Linked DNA regions of Bombyx mori: region 2 is linked to region 1. Evidence: chromatin contacts called from public Hi-C data. All regions are on one chromosome and are shown on one strand. Each heading gives the region's core, a stretch centred on a gene start, on an enhancer-like site or on the middle of the called end of the contact. The rest is flanking DNA. Distances are from core to core; before and after follow the strand shown.

Region 1 (7,067 bases), core at 2,818-5,317:
AACTCTCAACTTATTTAGTGCTAACGGGATTACCAAAGTCCAAAGGCATCAAGTTTAACTTATAGATATTAAGTTGATGCTTCCGACGACAAGAAAGTTATCGGCTATTCTAACCAAAAAAGGAAACACATAACAGCTTAATGTAGGACTGTAATTATGGTCCTAGTAAGCTCACACTAAATACGCTACAACCGGTAATAACGCCTAATTAAAATAGTGATATGTAGTTAAAAAATATCGCTTTGTAGTTAAAAAATTTTGATTGAGGAATTTGAAACGATATATTGATTTGAATTTACGACCCTATCCATTTTTTATTATCGGTTTAGTAACGAACAATAACTTCCTTATAAGCTGCGAGCTTAAAATACGCAACATTGTTCTGGGTTTTTTTTTTTTTACACCGGAGAAAATCGCCGGTTCTCTCGGTCGACGGGCCAAGAGCCCGCATTGATGGCGCCGCGCTACACCTTCCCCCGGAGCGGTCGGGGGAACGCGGCTTACCACGCCGCCCCACGCCTAGGCTCCTTCCCGCACAAAACGGGTGGAGCCCGAAGCTCTTAGGGGGCCGGGTTACGGACGAGACCCCGGTCCCGAACCCCTGCTCGGCGGCGGCGGATTTCTGCATAGTGAGGAGAGCTTTGCCTCACTCGCCCCGCCGCCTCCTTCTGCGAGATGGTGCACTCGCAGAAGTTGAGCATAGCCTTCCAGGACTCGTCACCACCAAGCATCGACGCCACGACGCCAGGCAGCGACAAGTCCGGTCCTATCTTTGCGACCAGGACACGGCGCTGCACCTCCCAAGCGTTAGCTAAAAACATTAAAAATTTTTTTCGAACATAAGTTGTTCAAGACGATCAAAACTTGTGTCTGAAGTGGAGAACTCTATGGGGCGAGTCTCCAAATGGGGTGAATCGAACTTAGTTCAATTCAACCCGTTGAAGACACAGGTTTGCGCGTTCACTGCGAAGAAGGACCCCTTTGTCATGGCGCCGCAATTCCAAGGAGTATCCCTGCAACCTTCCGAGAGTATCGGGATACTTGGGGTCGACATTTCGAGCGATGTCCAGTTTCGGAGTCATTTGGAAGGCAAAGCCAAGTTGGCGTCCAAAATGCTGGGAGTCCTCAACAGAGCGAAGCGGTACTTCACGCCTGGACAAAGACTTTTGCTTTATAAAGCACAAGTCCGGCCTCGCGTGGAGTACTGCTCCCATCTCTGGGCCGGGGCTCCCAAATACCAGCTTCTTCCATTTGACTCCATACAGAGGAGGGCCGTTCGGATTGTCGATAATCCCATTCTCTCGGATCGTTTGGAGCCTCTGGGTCTGCGGAGGGACTTCGGTTCCCTCTGTATTTTGTACCGTATGTTCCATGGGGAGTGCTCTGAGGAATTGTTCGAGATGATACCAGCATCTCGTTTTTACCATCGCACCGCCCGCCACCGGAGTAGAGTTCATCCATACTACCTGGAGCCACTGCGGTCATCCACAGTGCGCTTCCAGAGATCTTTTTTGCCACGTACCATCCGGCTATGGAATGAGCTCCCCTCCACGGTGTTTCCCGAGCGCTATGACATGTCCTTCTTCAAACGAGGCTTATGGAGAGTATTAAGCGGTAGGCAGCGGCTTGGCTCTGCCCCTGGCATTGCTGAAGTCCATGGGCGACGGTAACCACTCACCATCAGGTGGGCCGTATGCCCGTCTGCCAACAAAGGCAATAAAAAAAAAAAAAAAAAAAAAAAAAGATCATTTTCTTCACTGCTTTGATCGCCTTTTTAGTATGGTATACAATATATCGCGTGGACGGACAGATCTGTTCCTCTTATAAATACCTAGGTATAGGAATAGAATAGAATATTCATATCAGACATAAAAAATCCAACTTGAAATAAAAATGATGTTGTTCATATTTTATTGTAACAATTTATTTTTGCCTATAGCTACATTAGGGTTTGGTTTATGCACATGTTTATACTAAGTACATATAAAGGGATCGTTCCCAAAAGGCGAACGTGGTAGGAAAAAAAAATACATTATTCTCCTCGTTTAATTTAGTTTATTATAGGTTTTATATGTATATAATATATGTAGCTAGTACAAAATACAAGCTATAATACATGCGACAAACTGAACATATAGAAAATACATCAACGGATTTTTTTAGAGATCATTTTGAAGTCGTCGTGACCTAAAGGATAAGACGTCCAGTGCATTCGTATCTAGATCACTGATGCACCAATGTTTCTTCTTCGCTTTATTGCTATCCTTCTTACAATACAAATATACCTACATTGATTCCTCCCGATGCATTAACGGTGCTTTTAGGTACCTCAAGCTCCGGATACCGCCCTCGCCGAACCCGTCGCTTGCGACGAAGGGCTCGACGAGTAAATTAACCCATAGACACAGCCCACTGAGTTTCTCGGTGGATCCTCTCAGTGGGTCGCGTTTCCGATCCGGTGGTAGATTCTGCGAAGCACTGCTCTTGTTAGGGCCAGTGTTAGCAACACTGCGGTTTAAGCCCAGCGAGCTTACATACACGTCAAGGAGTAGCTGAAATAGCCTCCCAAGGCTATCAGCATAGGTAGGGGAAAAAATACATTAGTTACATGCCATGGATATGCTTTTCTGAAGAATAGGTCTTAGATTGGCAAATCAGTATAAACAACGTTTGTAGACCTAATGTGTTTAATGAGAAATTGTTGGAGATGATACATTAATCTTGATTTCCATATCGTACCGTCCGGTGTTAAATTCCTTACTATTTGGAACGCTTCGACCTGTGAATTTTCAGAAAATCTTTTTGTCACATACTACCCTTCTTTAGAATGGCGTATCCGTATGCTCGCCTACAAGAGCGATTACAAAAATGTTCCTAGCTACGACTTGCTAAAAGGGGCTGACTTTTCATTGAGGTAGTTCATATTTATTTTTGCCTAGACTCCGCTACCATTGCATTTTAGTTTTAATGGGACAAGTAATTATATTCTCAAATTATTCCCATCGACTTCACTTTTGAGGTCAAAAGATCCTACAATGCTATTCACGAGACCCTACCGGAACGACCACGGTCTCTGCTAGTACAAGTAAGATTGATTATAAGCCTGCACAGATGGTACCATCCTCCTATCTATTTATACCGCGATGCATTCGTGTGTTCAGCCTGAAGGGAAGAAGCCTTGTTATAACAATACTCGATGAGATTCTTAATTTTGAACAGTTTTGAATTTAGAGCTTACTCTTGTGTCGTCTCTTTGGAATCTAACGAATCTTCCTTGAAGGCATAGGATTTTCAAAAATAGATTACCAAAGAACGTAGGTAATTTCGAATGTGGAACTAACGCATCTTTTTTACGCGGAACACATAAAATTAATCTAAATTAAATCCACTTGTTTTACTTTTACTTTACGTTACTTATATTAATATTGTGAGTGCTCGCCTTCAGTTCACCGCTGAAAAGAAGATAAGGACTTGGACAACATCAGCTAATTCACAAGTATTTTATTCTCTGACTCATTCACTATGTTTTTCATCTTCACCTAGCCCCCAAAATATCCCTAAAGCCTGCTTGCCTCGCATCGCTGAATTCTGAACCCCTTTCCTACTGCATACACGGTATTCATGTCATGATGTAGGTACATATATGTGCACTCGCAAACTTTTAACCCCAGGCGAGCTCGAGCTAATTTGCGCTCCTAGAGATATAAAACATAAAAATATCATTGCGGAATTTTATTAAATAGTGAGTACCCACCTTATTAAACAGTTATTAAATAATTATACAAACTATCATTCAGATCAACGTTAACGTTATAAGCGACAGACTCTTAGATTCTAAAACGAACATAAGAAGCCTTAAATCTGTTTTCATTGGTAACAAAGAAACAAACAAGGGCTTACAGTTGACGACGACGCAGCCACGTTCGATTTATTGGTGCATTGTTCAAATTTTCCCTCTTGGCTGTGGAGACAGCCAGACGCGCACCTGTCTAGCGGACGCAATCGTTACCACGTCGGTCTGCATCGGGGAGCATGCGCAAACCGAGCGATCTAATGTTCGACCAAGTTCAGTGGGAAGTGAAGAGGAACGACGCTGCACGGTGCTCGCGAATGGTCGCATAGCTGACGTCGCACCGCCCGCACCCACAGTCCTCCCGCCGCGCCGGCTCTGTGCGCTACACACGAACAGCATTATGGTGAGTCATTAATAAAGTGCGAAACTATTCAATTATGACGACCTTTACGTTTGACTGCAAACTGTGTTAAAATGAACTGCTTCATAATAATATACATAAAACTTCAATTGAAACGTGAAATCAGGACTGACCTTGACGCCTCAGAACAGCCGACAAACCAAAATGCGCTAACCTAATTATGTCGTAAATTGTAAGTTATGATAGAAAACAAGAATAATGCGTATCTTCAACGAAGGTCAACTACCTAAAACCTAACAAGCAGTTGATAATTTAAATCTTTCAGGTAATGGATAACCGCACGAGTTATGATTCTGAAAACGAACAGAACTCATCGATTTTCGTAACAAACTTTCAAAATGGAGACAGCGTTAACTATTCTGTTGTTCTTCTTAAAGGAATAATAACACGTTTAAACTGTAATACCCAAGAAAAGTTAATCTGTTCAATCACAAACAACGGGACACAAAGTAAAACGCAATGGGATGTCCATAATGGAGAGTTTAAGGCAATAATTGAATTAAAACATGGAGAAAATGTGATTGAACTTGAGTACACAGAACAACAACGCCGGAAATTTATTTTAGATTACACACCGAGAAAAACGAATCTAAGGGTAACACCTGTCTACATTATTTGCCAAGGCCATGACGGTTGTTTTCAAAGTCCATCCGATATTGACAACTCTATAGAGAGTGCATGTTTACGTATATCTCTTGGCTGTAAACTAATACAAAGTTTAACAGCTGAAAAATTGTTTGAAAGTGGCAATGGCCGAAAAACATTTCAACTCGAACACGAAGTCAACCCAAAGAAACCAGAATGCATAATATTCAAGAGTACGCTAAATGTGAACAAAGCTAGAAAAATGAAACAAGCTGAATTATGGTCTCACTTTGGTAGAGAGCTCATGCTTTCTGATTTAGGAAGCAATGAGAGGAAATTTATAGGTTTTATATCTTGCACAAGGTATAAAGGAACTGATCTCGACAAGCCTATGACACATGAAGAGACAGTTTCTATGACTGAAGCTTACGCGGCTTTGGGTGGTGGAGGATTGGCTTTATTTGGAACAGCATGCTTATACACTTGGCCTACAACTATTGATGAAATAATCCCAAAATTTATGAATTCAACACCCGTAAATCCAAAGAGGTTCATGGACGATAGTGGTTATCGTGGAACACTCGGAGGCTGCTTTGCAACAACTTTGGGGTCTGTATTTCACGAACTTGGACATACTTTTGATCTTGGACACACTAAAGATGGGATAATGGGAAGAGGTTTTGATAATTTAGACAGAGTATTCATTGTTGGAGAAAAAAGGTCATCGTTGTTAAAAGATAGTATGAATAATTTTAATGGAAAACCAGTACAACATTCGACCGTTTCTCTTCAACGTAACATAAATGTAACTATGAATGTGGCAGAGCCGTTAAGAGTGTTAGGGCCAAGAAGTAAAACGACATTAGGAAACTTTGCATCAATGTCAAAATCAGATATTGTAAGGAGAAGTCCAAATATCACTCCAATAACAAGACCATCAAGTGTATACTCAAGTATTACAAACAAGTTAACAGAATCTAAGAAAAATGTAAACCGCAATCATAGCAATGATTCCATATATTGGACCAGAAACTGCGCAGTATTTTTGTCTTATCATAGATGGTTCAATAATGAATACGGCAGAGAGAGACAAGCAATTACTAGATATCTAAAATTTGACAAAAACAAAATGATGATTATCTCTACTGCGGGTATCAGGATAGTTGAAGTCAGAGATGATTCTAATGGAATGGTTTTAGATTCTTATGAATTTACTAACCTCCTACCAGAAAAAAGATTTTTGGTTCCATTCACGTTTTCCCCTAAAACAAAAGTTTTGACAATAGTTGTTGAAGATGACTTAGGAAATGTGTTAAAACAAACGTTTTCATACTAGATTGAACAACACAAATTTTCCTATTGACAATAAAGTGAGCAAATCCGAAGGATAAATAGTATCAACAGATTTGAACGAAACCAAACGTGAAGAGAAACGGAAGCCAAAATTACATACACATAAGTAGATTATTTTTAAATTTTAACGAAATTGGAAGCACTAAAATTATCATGGCAACATTGTTCAAACCTCTGCATTTTGTTCCATGACAACCAGAAACTGACACTGACACATTCTTATCAAGATGACATTTTTGTGTACCTACTTACAATTTCATTTTAGGAACTTTATCATGTTTTTTGTAAATATCACGATAACGAGATAAGTTTTGTAAATGTGTAATAAATTAATTGTAATTATAAAATCCTTGTAAATAAGATATTTAAGATAACTGCTAATAAGTATTTACAATGGCTAGCTCCACACAACACACAATAGTTTGTTTTGAAGATGTGAAGTCTTTCCCGCCTGTTGTAAATGGAAAAATTAATTTGGTGAGCTTCTTGGAAGCTGCAACGGATTTGGTCTACCTTGTTGGTATGTTTAACATCCATTTTTACTAGTTCGTTTCCTGTGCGAAATGTTTTTTTTTTTACAAGAATAAGTTTTTCAGGGAAGATTTCTGAAATAATTCCATTAGAGCGCCACTGCAAGTCATTAAATGGGTATATTTCGTCAATTTAGAAGAAAGCAAAGTCCATTCACAACTATGTTTTATTATCATTTTACATAAAATAGTCAAACCATCACTTATTCAGGTTAAAAACTTAAAAACCAAATTAAATTCCACATTATATTTTGTTGACCAATTTATATCTAATTTATATCTAATCAAATTATATCTAAATTACAGAACGCCTTGGCACAGCTTTTGCACCTGTAAAATTTGATATGCAAGGAAATATTGATGTGAGTTCCGCTTTTTTTCAATA
Region 2 (7,067 bases), core at 2,393-4,892, 150 kb before region 1:
GAAAATGCTGGGAATTAAATAAAAATAACAATTTTGTTTTTCCTTTGATGTGTCACCCGTCGGACGGATTTTGTTTGTTTTAAGTCAATTTTATACAATAGTTTAGGTCTTTTATTTATCGATTAAGGCACTACGAAGTCTGCCGGGTCAACTAGTAATCAATAGATATAATGAAACTGGAACTAGGTGTGTTTGTACACTGAAGAAAATAATGAAAACAGAAGGAGGGTAACTAATGAAGAGTAATATCACATATATACCAGCGATTTTTGTAATAATTTTCTGTTTGTTTGTTGGTTTTTGTACGTGCCCTTCTCTAGAACTATTAAACGGATTTTTATGTACTTTTCACAGAGAGATATGTTTTAATTTGGAGTAGAATATCGCCTTGATTTAATCAAAATTCGATGTTGCTACAAAAGTGAGATACATTTAAAGATTTTTAGAATCTAATCTTACAACAGCTTTTTATTGCCTTAATAAATAGGTAGAATGTACTGGTGTTTGATCACCATTGACGATGGACATCAGTGTGCTTAGTGCGTGTTTCTTAACGTTCTCGATAGCGTAAAAGTTAACCCAATTTTGTATGCAGTTGGAACAGCGCCCCTAACGGCAAAGGAAGGCAAACGATCCCATTCCATACAAATATGAGCTAACTTTTACGCTATCGAGAACGTTATAAAATCGCACTAATCGTACAGAATGACAGAGGTACTAACTGGTACTACTAAGTTTTGACTTACCGTTTTTAGATATTTCGTATCAAATAATATTATTTTGTTCGAATGTAACTTTATCTACGACGTTTTCGTGGTCAAGCAGCAGTGAAACATTTTTAATGAAATTTGGAAACATGTATTCAGAGTAATAGTTTGAATAATGGGGAAAAAGCAACTCTTTATCTCGAGTAAGTGCATCGTTCTTCATTTTTTCTGAATTACAAATTCGACGCGGGAGAAACCACGGGACGCGTCTAGTATTTTATAAAATCTTAATATAGCTTATTATGGCTATATGGAATACATTTATTGATACCAAGTTAACTGTCAATGATAGTAATCCCTTTTTAATCAATTTAAAAAGAAGGAATATGTTTTTATTTAGTTTTATTATGTTTATAAAACGAAATTACTGCTGGATGTATTTATTGAGTTTGCTTTTTTTTATTGCTTAGATGGGTGGACGAGCTGACGGCCCACCTGATGTTAAGTGGTTATCGGAGCCCATAGACATGTACAACGTAAATGCCGCCGCCCACCTTGAGATATGAGTTCTAAGGTCTCAGTATAGTTACAACGGCTGTCCCACCCTTCAACCGAAGCGCATTACTGCTTTACGGCAGAAATAGGCAGGGTGGTGGTACCTACCCGTGCGGAATCACAAGAGGTCCTACCACCAGTTATTACGCAAATTATAATTTTGCGGGTTTGATTTTTATTACACGATGTTATTCTTTCACCGTGGAAGTCAATCGTTTGTTAAGTACGTATTTTGAGTTAGAAAAAATTAGTACCCGCCAGCGGGATTCGAACACCGGTGCATCGCAAGATACGAATGCACCGAACGTCTTATCCTTTAAGCCACGACGGCTTTTGTACATGCTGTTTTATAGATGCCTCAGTGTGGTCCCAAGTAACAATTTTCTAAAACGGTAAGAGGTAAACTTTGATAATTTTGAAATGCGTATAAAAAGGAACTCGGAGCATTTTTGTCTAAATGTACTAAATTTTCACATCCGTGCCCACTGGCTCTCTATTACTTTGTACGTACACGAAAATGTCTGGCGCCGGCGGCATAGCACTCGAGTTGTATGAACGTAAATCAACTCATCGAAATAACAAGGGATATTTCCTGATAAGAATTGGAAACGTCAATGGTATCTATCTGTTTCGACTGTGATGCACCGCATGAAGATGAACTTATGTTTATTTGTTTAGATCAGCCTTTCTCAAAGTGGGCGATAACGCCCCCTTGTGGGCGCTGCGGGCCTAAAGGGGGGCGGTATGAAACCCAAAAAAAAATGAGAGCGTTGGGTAGAGGCTTGGGAGGCGATTTGTAATTTCAACTAGGACTCTTAGACACCGAGTGAGCTCTCGCTATAGTGGTTATTAAGTAGGTGAAAAAAAGGGGGCGCTAAAAAATAACTTATCTCAACGTGGGCAGAAGACAAAATAAGTTTGAGAATCCCTGGTTTAGATCATGATCGGTCTTTAAAGTAAATTACATAAGGCGGGTTATCGGCCAGCCTCGAGTCGGTCACAGCGTGCATTCACCGAACATGCGTTTGAATTTGTTAATACGCATTCATAACAACAAACCAATAAAACTAATCATAAATATCAACAGTAAAATGAATTGTTCAACATTTAACATGGATTTCACTTGTTTTTCTGTGAAAACAAATGCTGCCGATCAGATAAACTTTTATCAAGAGCAAATATTATACATAGTATTTTCCTCAATTTAATTTTTACGGAGCCGCCTGTGAACACGATATCTAAAAATATGATTTCCAATGACAATAAAAACGGGATTATGCCGAAAAAGTTGAAGTCGTCGTGGCCTAAAGGATAAGACGTCCGGTGCATTCGTATCTTGCGATCGCGTCCGCCACTTCTCCGATCGTGCCTGCTCCGAGGGGGGCGTGTTGTTGGCTGTGTCGATTGATATCGCCAACGCCTTCAACACGATTGTTGAATCGCTTCGGTTTCACCGCGTCCCCACTAGTCTCCGCACCCTGATAGAGGACTACCTCTCAGGGCGGAATGTGGTCTTCCCCGACGGAAAGCGGTGTCTTGCGGGGTCTCACAGGGGTCGGTACTGGGACCACTCCTGTGGGACATCGGTTTCGACTGGGTCCTGCGCAGTGCTAGCCTGCGTGGCGTCGACGTAGTGTGCTATGCCGACGACACGCTGGTGACGGCCCGCGGAAATGACTACAGAGCTGCAGCGATCCTTACGACGGCGGCGGTCTCCACGGTCGTTAGTTGCATTCGAAGATTGGGTCTTGAGGTGGCCCTCCGCAAGCTCGAGGCCGTGTACTTTCACCCAGTCCGGAGGCGACCCCCTCCGGGAGCAACTCTCATAGTCGGCGGAGTATCGATCGCTGTCCAGCTGAAGCTCAAATATTTGGGCCTTGTGCTGGACAGCCGATGGCGCTTCGACAACCACCTCGGTGAGTTGGTCCCGAAGCTACTGGGAATGGCGGGTGCACTAGCCCGTCTTCTCCCCAATGTCGGTGGTTGCCGCGCCGGTGTCCGGCGTCTGTACCGGGGGGTCGTGCGCAGTATGGCCTTGTACGGCGCTCTCATGTGGTCGCCCGCACTCTCCGCGCGTAATGCGGCTTTGCTGCTACAAGCTCAGCGGGCGCTCGCGATGAGGGTCATCAGGGGGATCGTACGGTCTCCCGGGAGGTCGCCTGCGCCCTCGCCGGTTCCCTTCCTTGGGATCTCGAGGCCAAGGTAGTGGCTACGGTATACCGGCACAGGACACAGTCCCTGAGTCGGGGACGGACGCCCGGCCTGTCGGCTGTCGGTCGGTGGAGGCGTGCTGCACGTCATCTGGCCTACGCCAAGTGGAGGGAGCGGTTGCTGGAGGAGCTTGGCCAAACTTTAGTCACTCGTCAGCGCACCCTCGGGGCCCTGGTGCCTGTGCTGGAGGGATGGTCAGGTCGGCGACACGGCGTGCTCTCCTTCCTGACGCGGGTCCTCTCGGGGCATGGCTGCTTCGGGAGGTACCCGTGGAAGGTCTGCAGGAGAGAGCCACATCCAGGTTGCCACCAGTGTGGGCATCCGGACGATGACGCTCAGCACGCACTCGAAGCGTGCCCACGTTGGGAGCACTCGCGGCGGGACCTCATCGCGGTGCTCGGGAGAGACCTCTCCTTGCGGGCTGTCATCGCCCGCATACTAGAGGACCAGAATTCGTGGGAGGTCATGACCAGGTTTTGCGACCTGGTCATGGCATTCCATGAGGCTGAGGAGCGCGAAACGGAATGGGATTCCTCTTCGGCTCCTCAGCGAAGAAGGCGGAGTGGGCGGTACGGGCGCGAAGCTCCCGTTCATCTCCCGTAGGGGCTGTCGGGTGCCGGGTGCGGGGGCACCCGGTACTCGGCTGTCGGTCCAGTGGTGAGGCGGCGCAAGGTGGCTCCTGTGCACCGCTCACGGTGTGTCTCCCAAGACGAAGTCCTGCGGGATCTTCCCGGGGATGGAATCCCGTTCTATTAACAGGACGGGTAGGTACCGGAGAAGGCGAGCCTTCGGCGCACACTGCGCGGTACCGTGGGTTTCGTGGAGTCGGAGTGGTGGGGCTCGATGGGGTTTAGTCGGTAGTTGGTTTTGCAGGGTAGCTCTTGCGTGGCTGACGCCGTGCAGTGCCTCGCGCGCCTTTTTCAAGGCGTAGTCTCCCGACAGGAATTGGAAGAAGAGGAGGACACCGGTTTTCCTCTTCTCCCTCTTCTTCTCTGGAGGCGCTGGAGTCCGACATAACCCGGTCTGTTACCCACCTCGACCGGATAATGGATTCCCTAGCGTTAAAAAAAGAAAAAAAAGGCGGGTACCAATTTTTCTAATGAAATACGTACTTAACAAATGTTCACGATTGAGTTCCACGGTGAAGGAATAACATCGTGTAATAAAAATCAAACCCCCAAAATTATAATTTGCGTAATTACTGGTGGTAGGACCTCTTATGAGTCTGCATGGGTACCACCACCCTGCCTATTTCTATCGTGAAGCAGTAATGCGTTTCGGTTTGAAGGGTGGGGCAGCCGTTGTAACTATACTGGGACCTTAGAACTCATATCTCAAGGTGGGTGGCGGTATTTACGTTGTAGATGTCTATGGGCTCCGGTAACCACTTAACACCAGGTGCGCTGTGAGCTCGTCCACCCATCTATGCAATAAATAAAAATTAAAAAAGTAGTTTAATTAAGATGAAAAACCTTCTGGAAATTTTGAATAAATATATACATAAGTATACCATATAATTACCAATGTTTGCTCAGTTATCACAATTAAATAACAATCACTGACGCCTCAAGATTTTGATTTATTGTATGCATTACATTTTATTTTTGTTATGAACTTTTTTTGTATTTGTTTTGTAATAACATTAAAGTTTGTCAATAGTTACTTAATAAGAAAATCTGTTGATAAATACGAGAAGAAAAATGTGATGAACTGTTTTGCCTTTGCCTGTTTATGTAAATGAATAGGACAGACTAATTTTTAAATGAATACACCTTTATCATGCAGACTTAAGAAATATTAGGAAAATGCAATGAAAATTTTAAGCAGCTTTAAAGATTTCGTAACAAATATTGATCACTTAATGAAATAAGACGAAACTTTTTAAAATTGAGTAACAGTAAGTTGTTAATCGACTTCAATTTATGAAGAAGACAAAAATATAAAGTAAATTTTCAATAAACCTATTTAAAAATATTGTCATTTAAATATGGATTTACTTGGGAATATGGCTAAGTTACTGCTGCTGCTGATGAAAAGGTGGCTTATGAGCCCGCATATGTATGTAACAGGACCCTGCCTATTTTTGTCTTGAAGTATTGTTTTCCGGTTTGAATTGTGGGTCATTCGTTATCCTATATAATTGAGTCTCAGATCTCGTGCCTGTGTGGTGACATTGGCATTGTGTCGTTCATCGCTCTACGAAGTAAAGAAAGTTATGCTCTCCAAATACATATTTCAGCGCTGATTTTTTGACAACCTCGCGTCCCTGTAGTCTTAACGGGCTATTTATAACGTATTAGATGTGTGGTTTTATGCGTCATCCGTTATACTTGTTAATCAAAAATAATGAAACACATTGCGTTTTCCCTTTTTTTCTCGCAGGGGGCGAACCTCCTGCGAGGTGTCCACGCCTAGGGGGTACGTGACGTATGTGGGACTTGACCACAGATCATAGAGTTTCTATGATCTGTGGACTTGACGCTCTGCAGATGCGTTAGGAGCAGACCGCGGGCCTAAGAATATGTCATTGGATTTTCCTAGGATAACGTTTGTCTCTCTGGTCCATAAACTATCCTTGCTATATGAACGGTTGCCTTTGCAACTTTTGCTACGTGTCGGTATGCCTTGTGCCTTGTGTAAACATTGGTAGATAAAAAACAAACAACAGATACGAAGTATCTTTAAATTTCTGAGATCTGGTAATGATTGATACCACTCACTGTATTTCCATTTTAAATGTAGATAATAAACGATCACGTTGAACTTCTAAAAAAATTTACATGCTTTTCTTTGTCATAATTAAAAAAATGGGCTCAATGCTTCAATAAGTAGGTACACTTTTTTGGAATCTCATTGGTTGAAATATTTCAAACAAAAAATAATCATAGGTAATTCAGTAAATTGCATCATTGAAACACCGGTTCCATTTGAATATTTCGGTGACTGATGCAATGAAGCGATCATTGAATCGTTTGACATTTCCACATCATTCCACATGTCTAAGGTGAATACCCTCAAAATTAGTTGAAAATTCGTCAGATATCCACCGCTTTATTATAATAAAAGACCTGCGGCGATAATCCTCGTCGCGTTCTTAATTAATATTAATTATTATAATTGAATGCTCTTTAAATTAAGGGCTACTATTTTTTGACTAACGCGGTGTTGCAAAAGCGTCTTGGGCTCGATCCGGTCACCGTCCACGCCGAACCCGTCGCTTGCGACGAAGGGCTCGACGAGTAAATTAACCCATAGACACAGTCCACTGGGTTTCTCGCCCTTCTCAGTGGGTCGCGTTTCCGATCCGGTGGTTGATTCTGCGAAGCACTGCTCTTGCTAGGACCGGTGTTAGCACCACTCCCGGTCTGAGCCCCGTGAGCTCACCTACTAGCTCGGTGAATCTAGAATAATCCCTCGAGGTTACTAGAACAGGTAAAAAAAAAAGGAAATCCCAGTTTGTGGCCAGGTGACGTGTATGACTTATCCCCGGCTACTATTACTATGTTGCTCACCATAAAATTTGCTTACGACTCTTATATTACATAGAAAATTTATTTGTCGTTAATCTGGAACGCTTCGAGAAAATTCGAATAT

Evidence for each region. Hi-C and Micro-C count contacts between places; a contact is called where the count stands out from the background.
Region 2: a Hi-C map of middle silk gland shows a contact between it and region 1, with 2.5 times the contacts expected there. The contact joins the enhancer-like site here to the promoter of LOC134199536 in region 1. A contact is called at or near these places in 2 of 7 Hi-C or Micro-C datasets (middle silk gland and posterior silk gland).

Annotation. Positions count from the first base shown.
Region 1 is chr10:10,348,164-10,355,230 of ASM3026992v2, reverse strand. It overlaps LOC134199536, which reads left to right and starts at 4,067. Exons shown (of 2, transcript XM_062670664.1): 1 at 4,067-4,196; 2 at 4,480-6,529. The coding sequence starts at 4,194. The coding sequence ends at 6,135. LOC101740715 (transmembrane protein 17) reads right to left here. Exons shown (of 7, transcript XR_009974076.1): 7 at 6,832-7,067. LOC692943 (glycolipid transfer protein) reads left to right here and starts at 6,407. Exons shown (of 5, transcript NM_001046783.1): 1 at 6,407-6,672; 2 at 6,989-7,044. The coding sequence starts at 6,546.
Region 2 is chr10:10,495,371-10,502,437 of ASM3026992v2, reverse strand. The region is part of intron 2 of LOC134199538 (a long non-coding RNA gene); the gene reads right to left. Among protein-coding and RNA genes, the nearest start is that of LOC101740852, 9.9 kb to the right of the region's middle. Within about 2 kb of position 3,642, at least 4 of the 8 cell types and tissues checked have open chromatin away from gene starts, as enhancers often do.